Regions from separate parts of the Sus scrofa genome. Here region 1 is linked to region 2. Evidence: chromatin contacts called from public HiChIP or PLAC-seq data. All regions are on one chromosome and are shown on one strand. Each heading gives the region's core, a stretch centred on a gene start, on an enhancer-like site or on the middle of the called end of the contact. The rest is flanking DNA. Distances are from core to core; before and after follow the strand shown.

Evidence for each region. HiChIP or PLAC-seq counts read pairs in DNA pulled down with a chosen protein or histone mark.
Region 1: an H3K27ac HiChIP or PLAC-seq map of skeletal muscle shows a contact between it and region 2. The contact joins the promoter of TSPAN33 here to the promoter of SMO in region 2. A contact is called at or near these places in 3 of 47 Hi-C or Micro-C datasets (adipose tissue, embryonic fibroblasts and fetal liver) and 1 of 2 datasets of contacts at active chromatin or transcription factors (skeletal muscle).

The regions. Positions count from the first base shown.
Region 1 is chr18:19,509,417-19,515,889 of Sscrofa11.1, reverse strand. It overlaps TSPAN33 (tetraspanin-33), which reads left to right and starts at 1,529. Exons shown (of 8, transcript XM_003134681.4): 1 at 1,529-1,879. The coding sequence starts at 1,778.
Region 2 is chr18:19,476,852-19,483,875 of Sscrofa11.1, reverse strand. It overlaps SMO (smoothened homolog), which reads left to right and starts at 5,080. Exons shown (of 12, transcript XM_003134680.5): 1 at 5,080-5,510. The coding sequence starts at 5,177.

The sequences.
Region 1 (6,473 bases), core at 280-2,779, 36 kb before region 2:
TATTTCCTGACAGGATTCTAAATTCTGTTCAAACAAAATATTGCATTTGGTGAGCCCTTCTATATGCCAAACTATGCTAAGTGATTTGTGTGCATTATCTCATTTAATCCTCACGTCAATGTTATTAGGCCAGCACCTTCCCTAGGTAACATGAAAGAAAATAAGACTCAGGGAGATTAAGAAGTTGGCCCAAGTCATACAACTGATGAGGCTGAAATAATTGTTTTACTCTGTTCAGACTGTTATAAAGAAACTGCTATGAACTGAGTGGCTTATAAACAACAGAAATATATTTCTCACAGTTCTGGAGGCTAGAAAGTCCAAGATCTAGACACCCACAGATTCAATTTCTGGTGAGAGCCTACTTCCTGATTCCTAGGCAGCTGTCTTCTCGCTGTGTCCTAACCTGGCAGAGAGGGTTAGGGAGCGCTCTAGGGTCTCTTTTACAAAGGCACTAATCCCATTCATGAAAGCTCCATTTCTTGTGACCTAAGCAAAACCACCCCCCCACCCCCACCCCAGGCCCCATCTTTAATACCATAACCTTGGGAGGCAAGATTTCAACATCTGAGTTTGGGTTGGGGGTGGTGATACAAACAGTCTTCAGCATTCGTGTTTGTGTTACTTATGGTAGCCAGGCAGGGTCCACCACCTACATTTCACTCAACCTGTGCGTGCCAGATCACCGTGTTTAAAACCGGTGTAGACCAAGACACCAAGACTTAAATAGGGAGGTGAGGATTGAAACGGTGATGAATTAGGATGGTAGCATTGTTGGTGATGTTTCCAAATTTCCACCATTGGGTTATAGAGTTTTTGAAATAAGCATTTAAAATATGCAGTTACTGGAGTTCCCTTGTGGTGCAGCAGGTTAAGGATGCAGTGTTATCACTGCAGTGGCTCTGGTAGCTGCTGTGGTACGGGTTCAACTCCTGGCCTGGGAACTTCCACATGCCAGCTGGTGCGGCAAAACAAAACAAAACAAAACAAAAAAACCCCACATATACATAAATATATATACATAAATACGTATATATCTAGTTACTAAACAGGACTGCAGCTACTCTTAAATATTCTCAATTGCTATATGTAGGTTCGTTTTGTCTCTGATTTTATTGTCATCCCCCTCAACCCCGGATTCTTGTGTCCCACAGTTTTCAGCGCATTGCTCAACATATGGTCTACGTACTTGTTGATTTTAGTGTATGTGTGTTTGCATATGGTGCACAGCAACTGCGTAGAGGAGTGGGTGTGTGATGCAGCGTGCATTCCTTCTGATCCTTTTTCCCTTGAATAGCTGCAGCCTGGATGTTTTCTTCTTGAGGGTGGAGGCAGAATCACTGACCCTTTAACAAGTTGTCCCTCGCAGAACAGGTGTCTCCCCCGCCTTTCAGAAAAGAGGGATGGTTGGACACTAAGTGACACCAGAGGCTGGCCAATGAGAAGTCGGGTTTTGGCAGACCAACCAATGGGCGGCCTGGGGCGGGCCCGGTTTCCTGGGAGCCCGGCGGGCCGGGCTGGTCCTCTGGCCGCAGCGGAGTCTCAGCCGCTCACGCTGCCCGCGGTGGCTCCCGCGACTCCCGGCGGCTCCAGTGGCGGCGCCGTTCCTCAGCCCGCGCTTCTTCCGGACGCACGGCGCGGGCACCTCCCGCCGCGCCGCAGCTTCGCCGCCGCTCGGGCTCCAGCGGTGGCGCGGCTCATGCCTCCCGGCGCGGAGCGCTCAGGTGGGCCGGCCGCCGCGGGGAGATAGGCCCCCGGGGGCGGCGGCGGCTGGACCATGGCCCGGAGACCCCGGGCGCCGGCTGCCTACGGGGAGGACTTCTCCTTCGTCAGCCCGCTGGTGAAATACCTGCTCTTCTTCTTCAACATGCTCTTCTGGGTGAGTCTTGGGGGCTCGTGGGGGCATCTGGGCGGCAGGGCACCCCCTGGAGGGCTGAGTGGGCTGCCCGCGGCTGAGGAGGGTTGTCCCCGGATGCCGGGTTCGAGGCGAGCGTGGTGAGCCGCACTGCCTAGTTTTCCGGGAAGACCGCACTTTGGGGTAATTTATCCTAGGCAGGGACACCACAGTGACGCCTTGTGTGTAGGGGGTGTTGGGGTGGGGGGGGTCTGCAAGGGATTCAGTAAAGACTTATGGGTATTCCATGGGCAGCGGAGGAGGGTCTGTTTTAGGCCAAAAAAAAAAAAAAAAAAAAAAAAAGGTGGGTTTGAGCGGGAGGAGTGGGTTTTCTTGTTGGTCGAAGGCAGACCCACTGATACGTGTTAGCAGTCTTAGTAGTTAAAAATCCCATCGTTGGGGGATTTTTTGGCCTGGGAGGCCCTGATAGCAAAGAAAAGAGGAAGAGGGGGAAACCCAAACCTTCCTTCTCCCTTACCTCAGAGAGAAGGGGTTAAGGGGCTCTCATCTCTTCCTTTTGCAGGCCTCTACCCTCCCTTCCCCCCCGCAAAAGGCGGAAAAAGGACAGGAATGGCCTCCGGGTGTAGATGCCTTTCCCAGCACTGTCTCAAACTTTGCCTCACCTTGCTCGGGACCAGACTCTAGCCCCTGGAGTTTGACAGTCTTCAGATTCTTTAAATAGGACCCTGTGTTTGACTGGAAGGTCAGGGGTCCTTTCAGAATCTTCTGCTTAGGGCTGGAAAAGTGGAAAAAAATGTTGGACTGGGGCTGCCTGGATTTTCATCCCCACTCTGCCATTAATTGTTAACTTGACTAACCTGGGCCATACGCTCACCTCTGTAGGCCTTGGTCTCTCCTCCGTAAAATCAAACGCCACATGATCAAGGATGTCGGAAATACTCTGCTGGAGCTGTGAATGCAGCTGGACCAGATCTTGAAATGCTAGCTCAATCCTGTTTCATGTCTAGAGAATCCCTGAGGCCCTCCGGGTTTGAGAACATAGTGGGACCCACCATACACACCCCGACCCCCACCCCGACCTCCAGATTCCCTGATTTTCTTCCGGCACCAACTACATCAGAGCTGCGGCTCTCGGAGCCCATTACACTTGCCCACCTCTGCCTGAGACCTAAAGTTCAGACTTGCAGGAGGAAGGAGTCTAAAATATATTTCCTAGGAGAGGGTGCAGACTAGGCATCTAAGCAAGTTGCTGGAAAGGTTTCACGGGGGCCATGGTGTGAACACACACCAAGTACCTAAGTGCTAGCCTGTTGGGAAAAATGAGAGAAATCTCAAAGGGTGGTGATGACAGCTCATTCTCAGCCATTGTACTGGGAAGAATGAAGTTTGAACTCCTAACAAATTCTCAGTTTTAGAACTGGAAAAAACATTTTGGGAAGATGTCTTGTCCAGGACCCACATTTTATAAATGAGAAAGCCAAAGCGCAGAGATGTTGTTTCACGCTAGGTCCAACAGATGGTTAGTGGCTTGATCTGGTGGTTTTTCTACTGAGCCACAGTGCCTCTAGGGGGAAGTTCTTGGCCCAGACAGCTGCTACAATAGCTGGTGTTAGCAGTATTAGTAGTTAACTAGTCAACTAGTCCACGGTGTAGGCTCTATTTCAGCTGGAGGTCAGGGAAGAACTGAAGAAAATCTTGCCACCACTCTGCCAGGCTGGGGAATGTCCTAAGGGGAACCCCCACTTAGGGGCAGGTCCTGGAGAACCCTCCTACTTGCTCACTGTCTGTTCCAGGCCAATGACGTGCCATCCTCAGAGCCAGCACTAGCATCCCAGAGATCTCAGCTCTTCATGCTGACTCTCTCTGTCAGCTAAAACTTTGCATCTCCTTTGGAGGCTTTGGCGCTTCACCTTAATCTGTGGTCCCTGGTGATAACAGCTGGATGCATCTGTTACACTTGCATTCATGGTCATTTTCTTGGACTTCCCCACTCCATCCCACCAGCCTTTCACCGGATAAATGACTTTGGGACATCATAGCCAGGGAGAAAGTTTGGCTCCATAGACCCATTTATCTTGGTACGAATGCTTCCTTCAAGGTCAGAGGACCTGGCCAACCAAGCTGGCACCACCTCAAATTAGAGAAGAGCCCCTTCTTGGTCCTACTTTAGACTTATAAAAAGTCAGAGGCTCTAGAAATAGCACACCGAAGGACAAGAGGCCCAGTTTCTTTCTGGCACCAACTTAACTGTGTGACCCTAAGCCAATATATCTGTCTCTCTGTCCTTAATCTTTCTCCTCTAAAGGAGAATTTTTTCTGCCTCTGTGAACTATTTAAAGATGAATGCATCACTTTGGGGACAGTTTTCTTTCTTCAAGACCTGGGGCTGGATCTAAAGATGCATTTCTCTTGTGTCCCAGTATCCTTGGGACATTGACCTTCCCAGGGGACAGTACTTTTTCAGCATTACTGAATGTCACTTCTCTCCCAGGTCCAGAGCCACAGAGTCCATTCCACATAAGTCCAGCCAGAGATGAAGAGCTGTTTCCCCAAATCAGGGGTCATCTTTCTTCCCATCCCCTCTTTAGGGACTGGTTACTGTGGTTTCTTTTTTGCAGGCTTCCACCATCCTAATCAAACTCCCCCTTTCCAGAAGGCACCCGTGGTTGGGACTGTAGGCCCACTTCTTTTCTGAGCAGAGTGCATCTTCTGGCCAGCTGCCGGGGGACTGTGTATGGATGGTGTTTGTGTCTGGGCCTGGGTCACATCAGGAAGGTGGCCAACATCGTCTGGGCTCATACGCTATGGTGGCAGGGGGACAGTGGTGGCAGGGATGTCAGTGGCTATCCCTCTTCCTACTCTAGGGGCCCTGATCCTTGGGGCATCCGGAGTCTGACACAGAAAGCTTCTGGTTCCTTTGGGACAAGGACCAATTCTTCCTGTTCGTGTTTCAATTTTCACTTCCGTTTTTGCCCAGAAGTTCTGATTTTCTCCCCAGAATTATGCTACCGGGTTACTAGATCCCATGGCTTAGAGATTTGCCCCAAGATCACAAAAGTTGTATTTTAGTCTTTCAGTTAAGAAGTAGCTGACTTTCCTTATCTCTCTGTATTCTGTTCCCTGTGCAGAAGGAAGGCAGTGGACTGGTACATGCTTTATCAGTCTTGGGCATGCCAACCCCCCAGCACACACTCCCCCCCATCTAAATGTGCTAGGAGGCAGCGCCCATTTCTGCCCCTGTTTTTCCCCTCCTTTCCCCATAGACGAGATGGCTGCAATAAATGAATTATCACATTATTTTTATAAAAACCCCACCACCACCACCAAGAATGAAAACAAGAACCACACTCTTTGCTGTCAAGTCACATGTATGCCTTTTTAACTCCTCAGATAGCTCTGCATCTGTACCGAGTAGAAAAACATAAACTTCAAGCAGACTTTGAAAAGAATAAGGGAGAGTTCCTGTCGTGGCTCAGTGGTTAACAAATCTGAGGTTGCAGGTTCGATCCCTGGCCTCGCTCAGGGGGTTAAGGATCTGGCGTTGCTGTGAACTGTGGTATAGGTTACAGACGCGGCTCGGATCCTGTGTGGCTGTGGCTGTGGCAGACAGGCAGCCGTAACTCTGATTCGACCCCTATTCTGGAAACCTTCATATGCCGCGAGTACCGCCCTAAAAAGCAAAAAAAAAAAAAGAATAAGGAAAACATGTAGGTAGCATCTCTCAGAGTCTTGATAGCAGACTCTCTGTCAGGCTAGTAATCCCAGGGCCATGAATTTGAGTGTTTATACTACCATGAGCCCTTGTGTACTTCCCTTCCTCATTTATAATCTTGAAAAACCAAAACCAGCCACAGTCTAAGGAAGGAGCTAAAGGCTTGGCCCAGACATTGGAGGGAAAAGAGCCCTGCGGACTCCACTCCAGCAGGACAGTTCCATCCAATCCAGAGGGAGAAAACTAAGAGCTGGTTTCGCACAGAGTTGCTGCCTCAAAAACCCGGGAACAGTGGTGCCAGGATGACCACAGAAGGACCAGTGTGTGCAGATCCTGGGCAATGAGAGAGGGGGCCCTGCTTTGGGGCCAGTAGGCTGTGATTTCTTTGACTTTACCCAGATCTAAGGATAGAAAGGATCGAGAAACTGGACGTACAGACCCCTTCCTCCCAATGTCCTCTGGGTAGGGACAGTGTTTTGATTTCTGAGCAGAGAATCACTCTACTCTCAGCTGTCCCCGGCCACTCCCTGCAGAAGAAGAGGCAAGCACTCTGACGGATTCCCGTGGTTCTCATAGACTGGACTTCAGAATGTGGAAGACAGACAAGGCGGACTTTCTCTCCAGGGCTGGTGGGCCCTGTGTCGTGATGCTTATCTGTCCCCTCCAGGCTTGGTTCCAGGGACTTCCCTCTGGGCCCTGCTGGGCCCTCCTGCTGCTGTCTTACTTCTCCCTGCCTGAGCCCCACCCAGTTTGGAGATTACCAGCTGCTAGCCCAAGACAACTGCAGGCAGCTCCTTTCCGCATGTCCTCGGATTGCTGTGAGGCAGAGAGGAAAGCAGCCCAGTGGCCGAGGTCATAAGGCTCTGGAGACATGTGGGCCTATGTTCCAGTCCCACTTCAGCCGCT
Region 2 (7,024 bases), core at 3,831-6,330:
GTTTATAGTAAGTTTTGAAATCGTGACGTGTAAGTCCTCTACTTTTATTCATCTTTATCAAGATTGCTTTGGCTATTCAGAGCCCAGTATTTGAGGACAAACTTTTCCATTTATGTGAAAAATGCTGTTGGCATATTGATAGGGATTGTGTTATATAGCTTTGGGGAGTATTGCTATCTTAACCTTCTTAAGTCTTCTTATCCGTGAACACAGAATATCTTTCCATTTATTTAGGTCTTCTTTAATTTCTTGCAGCAACATTTTGTAGTTTTCAGTGTACATGTCTTTCACCTCCTAGGTTAGATTTATTCTTAAGTATTTAATTCTTTAGATGCTTTGTAAATGGAATTGCTATCTTAATTTCCTTTTCAGAATGTTCACTTTTGGTGTGTTGAAGCACAACTGATAATATCTCATTTTTATAAAGAAAGAAATAGAGACTTAGACAAAGGTGTTCAAAGGTTCTTGGCTAGTAAGTCCCAACTCGGGTCTCTAACTCCAATCTATTGTCCTGCCTCGGAGGAGGTACCTTATTTAGCTCCTTTCCCTCTGACTTGATGTTCTTAATTGTAAAATAAGAAATACTGGAAGAAAGAACGAACAGGATCACTGCCACAATCATGCTCCAAATTCTGGCCAGTGTGACAACTGAAGTCCATAAGGAGACAAACAAGATCTCAAGGATACCCATGGATGGCTCAGAGATACTTTCAGGTTCATTCCTCCCTCCCTGCCCCCCACCCCACCCCCGATCCAGCTATGGTGTGCAGCAGCTTGCTGTGGGATCTTAGTTCCCAGACCAGGGAATGACCCCAGGCAGCAGGTGTGGAATCCTAACCACTAGACCACCAGGGAACTCCCTCGTGTTCATTCTTTTCAAGTGGAAGGCCAAGAGGCCAAAAAACAAAAAGTCACCATTGAATTGTGACTTCAAAATGCCAAAATATTTGGTGAGAATGACTCAGAAATCAAGAAGTTACTTGTAGCCAATTGAGCACTGTAACACATTTTCACATAGGATAGCTTCTCTTGGATCTGACAAAAGGACTGTGTTATGACATGTGAATGGAGTTAAGACTCTGGAGGAACTGGGTGGGGGGGTGGCTCAGGAGAGGAGCACTTCACGCCCTGCTACCATGAGGTTGGAGCTCGGGAGCACGTCAGATCACTGTGAGGAGTCTCTAAAAGACACTGGCCGTCTTGGTGAGCCTGAAGAAGGGGATGGGTGAGCCCAAAGAAGGGGATGGGGGAGCCTTCTCCCAGACCCTGAATGCCATTCAGGAACCACCAGGAAATTGTGTCTTCCCCAGTGCTCACTGAACACCTTCCTTCTTCTCCCGGACTTCCTGTTTGTCACAATTCCCGAATCTCCACTTCTTAGACGGTGAGTCTGAGAGTTGAGAAATTAACCTATCTCCCTCCTCCTGAAAGGAAGAACATTCTGGATGAAAGACAGCCCTGTAGGATCATCTCAGTTTACCCTCTCCTATATCTAGGATTAAGGTACTATATTACAGTGATGTGATTCGTTTGCTTGCTTCCCAAGAAATCTTGGACAAGGAATGCTAGCGCCTTCGTACCTGAAGAATTGCTAACATTTGTAGGCAGAGAGGTAAGGGGCTGCCTGAGCACATGCATAGGTTTCTGCCTAATGCATGGAATGCTGAGAACCCCCCATAGCCCTTCAAATCTGGCTCCTTCACAACTAGATAGAAAATTGGAGTTTTCTTGTGGCCCAACAGGTTAAGGGTCCAGCATGGTCCCTGCTGCGGCATGGGTTCAACCCCTGGCCCTGGAACATCTGCATCCCACAGGCAGAGCAAAACAACAAAAGCAAAAACCAAAACCAAACAAACAAAAACCACCAAAACCCAAAAAGCAAAGGATCACTGTGATATCAGGCGACCATCTCTGTGGCTCAGACTTTAGACGTAAGAGCCATTTCATTTACAGCACAGAAAAAATTACTGAGGCAGGTCATAATATTTTAAATTATTTTTCCATTGGGAATATTATACCCTGATGACATAGATTATCCAACTTCTTCCTTTAATCACCGGTGCCTTCCCCCAATTCCCTTGCCTCCAGCTTCTTGCCCTTCACAGCATCCTCACATTGACTGATTAATGTTCTCTTTAAAAATTTTTTTTTGTTGTTGTTGTTGTTGTTGTTGTTGTTGTTGCTATTTCTTGGGCCGCTCCCGCGGCACTCTTTTAAAATTAAAGGATAGTTGATTTACAATATTGTGCCAATTTCTGTTGTACAGCAAAGTGACTCAGTCATACATATACATATATATATATGTATGTTTCTTTTTTCTTTTTTTTTTTTTTTTTTGTCTTTTTAGGGCCACACCCGCAGCATATGGAGGTTCCCAGGCTAGGAGTCTAATCAGAGCTGTTGCTGCCAGCCTACACCACAACCACAGCAACGCCAGATCCTTAACCCACTGAGTGAGGCCAGGGATCAAACCCCCAACCTCATGGTTCCTAGTCGAATTCATTTCCACTGCACCACGACGGGAATTCGGAAAATAACATTTAAAAAAAAAGAAATGGGAGTTCCCATTGTGGTGCAGTGGAAATGAATCCAAAAGATTAATGCATGGATTCATTGTGGGTTAAGGATCTGGCATTGCCATGAGCTGTGTGGTGTAGATCACAGACGAGGCTTGGATCTGATGTGGCTGTGGCTGTGGCATAGGCCGGCAGCTGTAGCTCCGACTGGACCCCTAGCCTGGGAGTTTCCATATGCTGTGGAGCAAAAGAAAAAAAAAATTATTTTCCATCATGGTTTAGTCTAGGAGATTGGATATAGTTCCCTGTGCTATACATTAGGACCTTGTTTATTGATTAATGTTCTTAAACATATCAGTCTTCTGATCAGAAATCTGCACTGTTCCCTGTTGCCAAGAGAATGAAACCTTATTTCCTCTGTTTGTCATTTGAGGCTTCTTACCCATTAGTTTCTCTACTCATCTCCTACTAGGTCCTGGTTGCCAGGCCAGTCACACTCTGAGCTATAGTCAGTTTCCTCCACTTGTAATGTCAGCTGTGTTCCTCTCTACTTTTCTAACGTCTCCTACTCACACTTTGGGGCTAGATTCGCATTCTACCTCCTCCATTTCTACCCACACTGACCTTTCCCCACTATAAATTCCTATCGTACATTCACTGTACACCTCATTTGGGCAGTTAATTTATCAAGTGATGAATATGCATGTCTGACAGCACTGGATGCTGTGTGGATCCAGAGAATAGAATAAGGTCCTTGCCCTGGAGGAAGGAGATTTTGCTACTTTGTCATAATACATTCCTGTTTCTTGAGGGCAAGAATCTTACTGCCACAGTAAAAATCCAAATTCTCACATTCTTCAGGGATGCTATGCCTATCACAGTGCTACACACATCCCAGAATTTCAGAAAGACTTGCTAAATAGAATTAAATCCTCTCTCTCTGTGCTTTATGTACTGCTTGAGGATGGTAGCTGAAGGGCAACAGCTCATTTGCTCTAAAATGGCCAAGGAGTTCCTGCTGTGGCACAGTGGGATAAGAATCTGGCTGCAAGAGCTTGGGTAGCTGGGGAGGCCTGGGTTCCATCCAGCAGTGAATTAAAGGATCCAGAGTCGCCACAGCTGCAGGGCGGGCAGCTTGGATCAGTCCCTGGCCCAGGAACTTCCATAGGCTGCAGGTGCAGCCATAAAATTAAAATATTAATAAAATAAAATGGCCAAACCGAACAGAACTAGTCACTTGGGCTAGGCTGAAGGGATAGAGGAAAACCACCCTTGTGTGCTGCCCCATCAGCAACATGGAAAATTTGCTCAATGCAAGCTCACTCTCCTGGCTGGACCCCTGCTAATTAAAAGGTGTAAACTCCTACAAAGTGAAATCAGACTCGGTGACTGAAAGCAAAGGAGTGAGAAAAAGTAAAATAAGCAGGGTAGGGAAGGAAAGCAGCATAAATTTCCTCCGCCAGGCCAGCATATGAGCGTCATCAGAGAGGGACTGCCTTCTTTTGGACATAACCAAAGACACTCCAGGGCCAGCTGTGGGCAACCACAGTTCAGAGCATCACACACTTGTAGCAATAAAGACTTGATGCCCCACTTTTGGTTTCCTGACACCTGCTCTCACAGCAGCAGGGGCAGCTGTCCTGAGGGAATCTGAGGTCATCTCTCACACAGGTCCCGAGCTGGAAGGACTTGGACAAGCGGGAACCGCAAACCCTTGGTCTTCTCCATGGGGCCCAGGACAAGTTGAAAGGTCTAACCAAAAGCAGAAAAGATTGGCGGATTGGGGAGCAGGGCGGGACGTAGTAGAGGCTTCAGCTGACTTCAGACACCCCTCTGTCTCCACCACCGTAAACCAGAAGAGTCCACTCCCTGCAGACGACCAAGCTGAACCATCCTCAGGCCAGTCAAGGGGGCTGCTGAGCCTTTGACAGCTACTGGCCGTGATTTCCACCCATCTCTTGCCCCGGGGCGGCGGCGGGGTCACCAGAGCCCCCTGGCCCGGGCCTCTCGGGGCGCCCGGGACGCTGAAGCTCGAGCTCCTCCTCTCTCGCATCCCTCCCCTCCTCTTCCCTCCCTCGGCCAGTCCCTCCCCCAGCCGTGGCGGAGGGGGGGCCGGGCTTGGCTCGGCGAGGGCCGTGCATTCCAGAGAGCCGAGCGAGCTAGAGCAACAAAGGAGCCGGGTAGTTGGCGGGGAGAAGTCGGGGGGCTGCGGCGCGCTCTGGTGAAGGGGGCAGCTGGGCCGCGGGCTGGCGCGGGGGCGCAGCCGAGGACCGAGTCCCGCCTCTCCGGCCCGCGCCTGGCCTCCTTCGCGACGCCAGGAGGTGATTTTAACGGTGGGAGAAGGAATGGGGCTGGAGATTGGGGGCCCGGGGGGCTCCCGGGGCTGAAGATAACTGGGATTACCAGAGGAAGGGGTAGGAAGTTGCGCATCCCGGGCCGGGCCTCCGCCGCCCAACATGGGCCCCGGGTTCCAAAGTTTGCGAAGTTGGGCGCCGAGGGCCCGCAGCGCGCGGCGCGTCGAGGGGGGCCCGGCACCAGACTCGCGGGGCGCCCGGGTCGCCTGAGCTGGCCCCGCGGTCCCACGGGTTGCGCGTGTGGCCGGGGGGCTGCGGGGAGCGGGCGGGGGCGCCGGGGCTTCTGCTGAGTTGGCGGGTTTGGCCATGGCCGCTGCCCGCCTCGCACGGGGGCCGGAGCTCCTGCTCCTGGGGCTGCTGCTGCTGCTGGTGCTGCTGGGGGACCCGGGCTGGGGGGCGGCCTTGAGCGGGAACGCGACCTGGCCTGGGCCGCGGAGCGCGGGCGGGAGCGCGAGACGGAGCGCGGCGGTGACCGGCCCTCCGCCGCCGCTGAGCCACTGCGGCCGGGCCGCCCCCTGCGAGCCGCTGCGCTACAACGTGTGCCTGGGCTCGGCGCTGCCCTACGGGGCCACCTCCACGCTGCTGGCCGGGGACTCGGACTCCCAGGAGGAAGCGCACGGCAAGCTGGTGCTCTGGTCGGGTAAGTGCGCGGGAGCCGGAGCCCGAGGCTGAGGTGGTGGGATGCGGGGGTTCTTGGAAAGAATAGGCTCAGGCCTGAACTTTTGAGAGGGCGGGAGCCGCTCCCTGGAGAGGTGGAGGAACAGAGTCTGAAACTCTGGGAAGAGGCTGTGTACAGACTGGGACCCTCGGTGACGAGGAGGGAGGGCGAGGAAGTTGAGGAAGCGGGTCACAAAGGGCCTGGGCAGGGCGGGTTAGCAAAGGATGCGGGGGAATGAGGGGCCCGCGAGCGGGGAGCTCTGAGACACAGGAAAGGACGTTTTTTAAAAGAGCAGATGCTCCACCTAAGAGCCACTTGGGAAGCAGGGCCCTTGGGATTTCAAGGAGGTGTTTAGCCGTTGAAGAGACCGCTGGGAAATCGAAGTGGAGAGGGAAGAGCGAAAGATGGGGGTAGAAGATTTAGGCTTTGAGGGAGAGGGTGGGGAGAAGAATTGAGTGAAATTTGCGAAGGAGAAGAAACCTCTGGTGATGAGTAATTAAAAGATAACTGGAAAGTGTCAGAAATTTTATTTTGGGAGACAGGAAGTCCAGAGAACTGTCACCTTAACCTTGCTGTCACCAGAGAGTTCACAGTTTCCCCATCTGGAAAATGGGATCTTGGTTCCTTGTCTGAGTTGTGAGGGAATGAGACTCTCCGAACGATTATTCGTGGATTTTTTTGAAATTTGGATCTTCAGACTGGTCAGGGCTGCGGAAGGATACTTAGCTCTGGGATGTGGGAAGCGTGTGGATACTTCCATGGTGATCTGAAGTCCCAGAACCCTCACCTGGCCGGGCCTGAAAAACCAGACTGAACCCAAGCAGATCCTTCCTAGCAGTGTGGAGTGGGTTAGCCCCCCACCTGTCACTCTTCTGGGCTGGGGACCTGAGTAAGGCTTGGGAAGGGAACTGGCCTTGCCATCTCTTGCTCGTAGTGAGTATGATTGCAAAATTGTCCTTGAAGAAGGAAATAAAAGCAAAAGCCATGGCGTCCGGAAGACTCACTCCCTGGTGCCGAAGTGGGGGGCCCAAGTCCTTCTGATCGAGGCCCCCAAAAAAAAGAAAAAAAAAAAAAAAAGCAAAATCTGGTGAGAGACCTGACAACTTCCTTTTTTCGATAGGCCCTGGATGCCCCATATCTCAGTTCTGCTCCAAGGGCTAGTAAGGATCCTGATGGGGGAGGCTGCCTGTCATTGTCAGCTTGGCCACTAGAGTTCCCAGAGCCTTTGCCCGATATCGGACAAAGTTATGCCATTCTTGGCTTGTACAGATGCCAGAGGAAGAACTTAGGAGATGGCACTCATGGTGGAGCCACATCCGATGTTGGCATGAATTTCTAAAGTCAGCCTGTAGGGGAGTTCCCGTTGTGGCTCAGCGGAAACAAATCTGACTAGTATCCATGAGAGTGTAGGTTTGATCCCTGGCCTCACTCAGTGGGTTAAGGATCCGGCATTGCCGTGAGCTGTGGTGTAGGTTGCAGACGAGGCTTGGATTTGA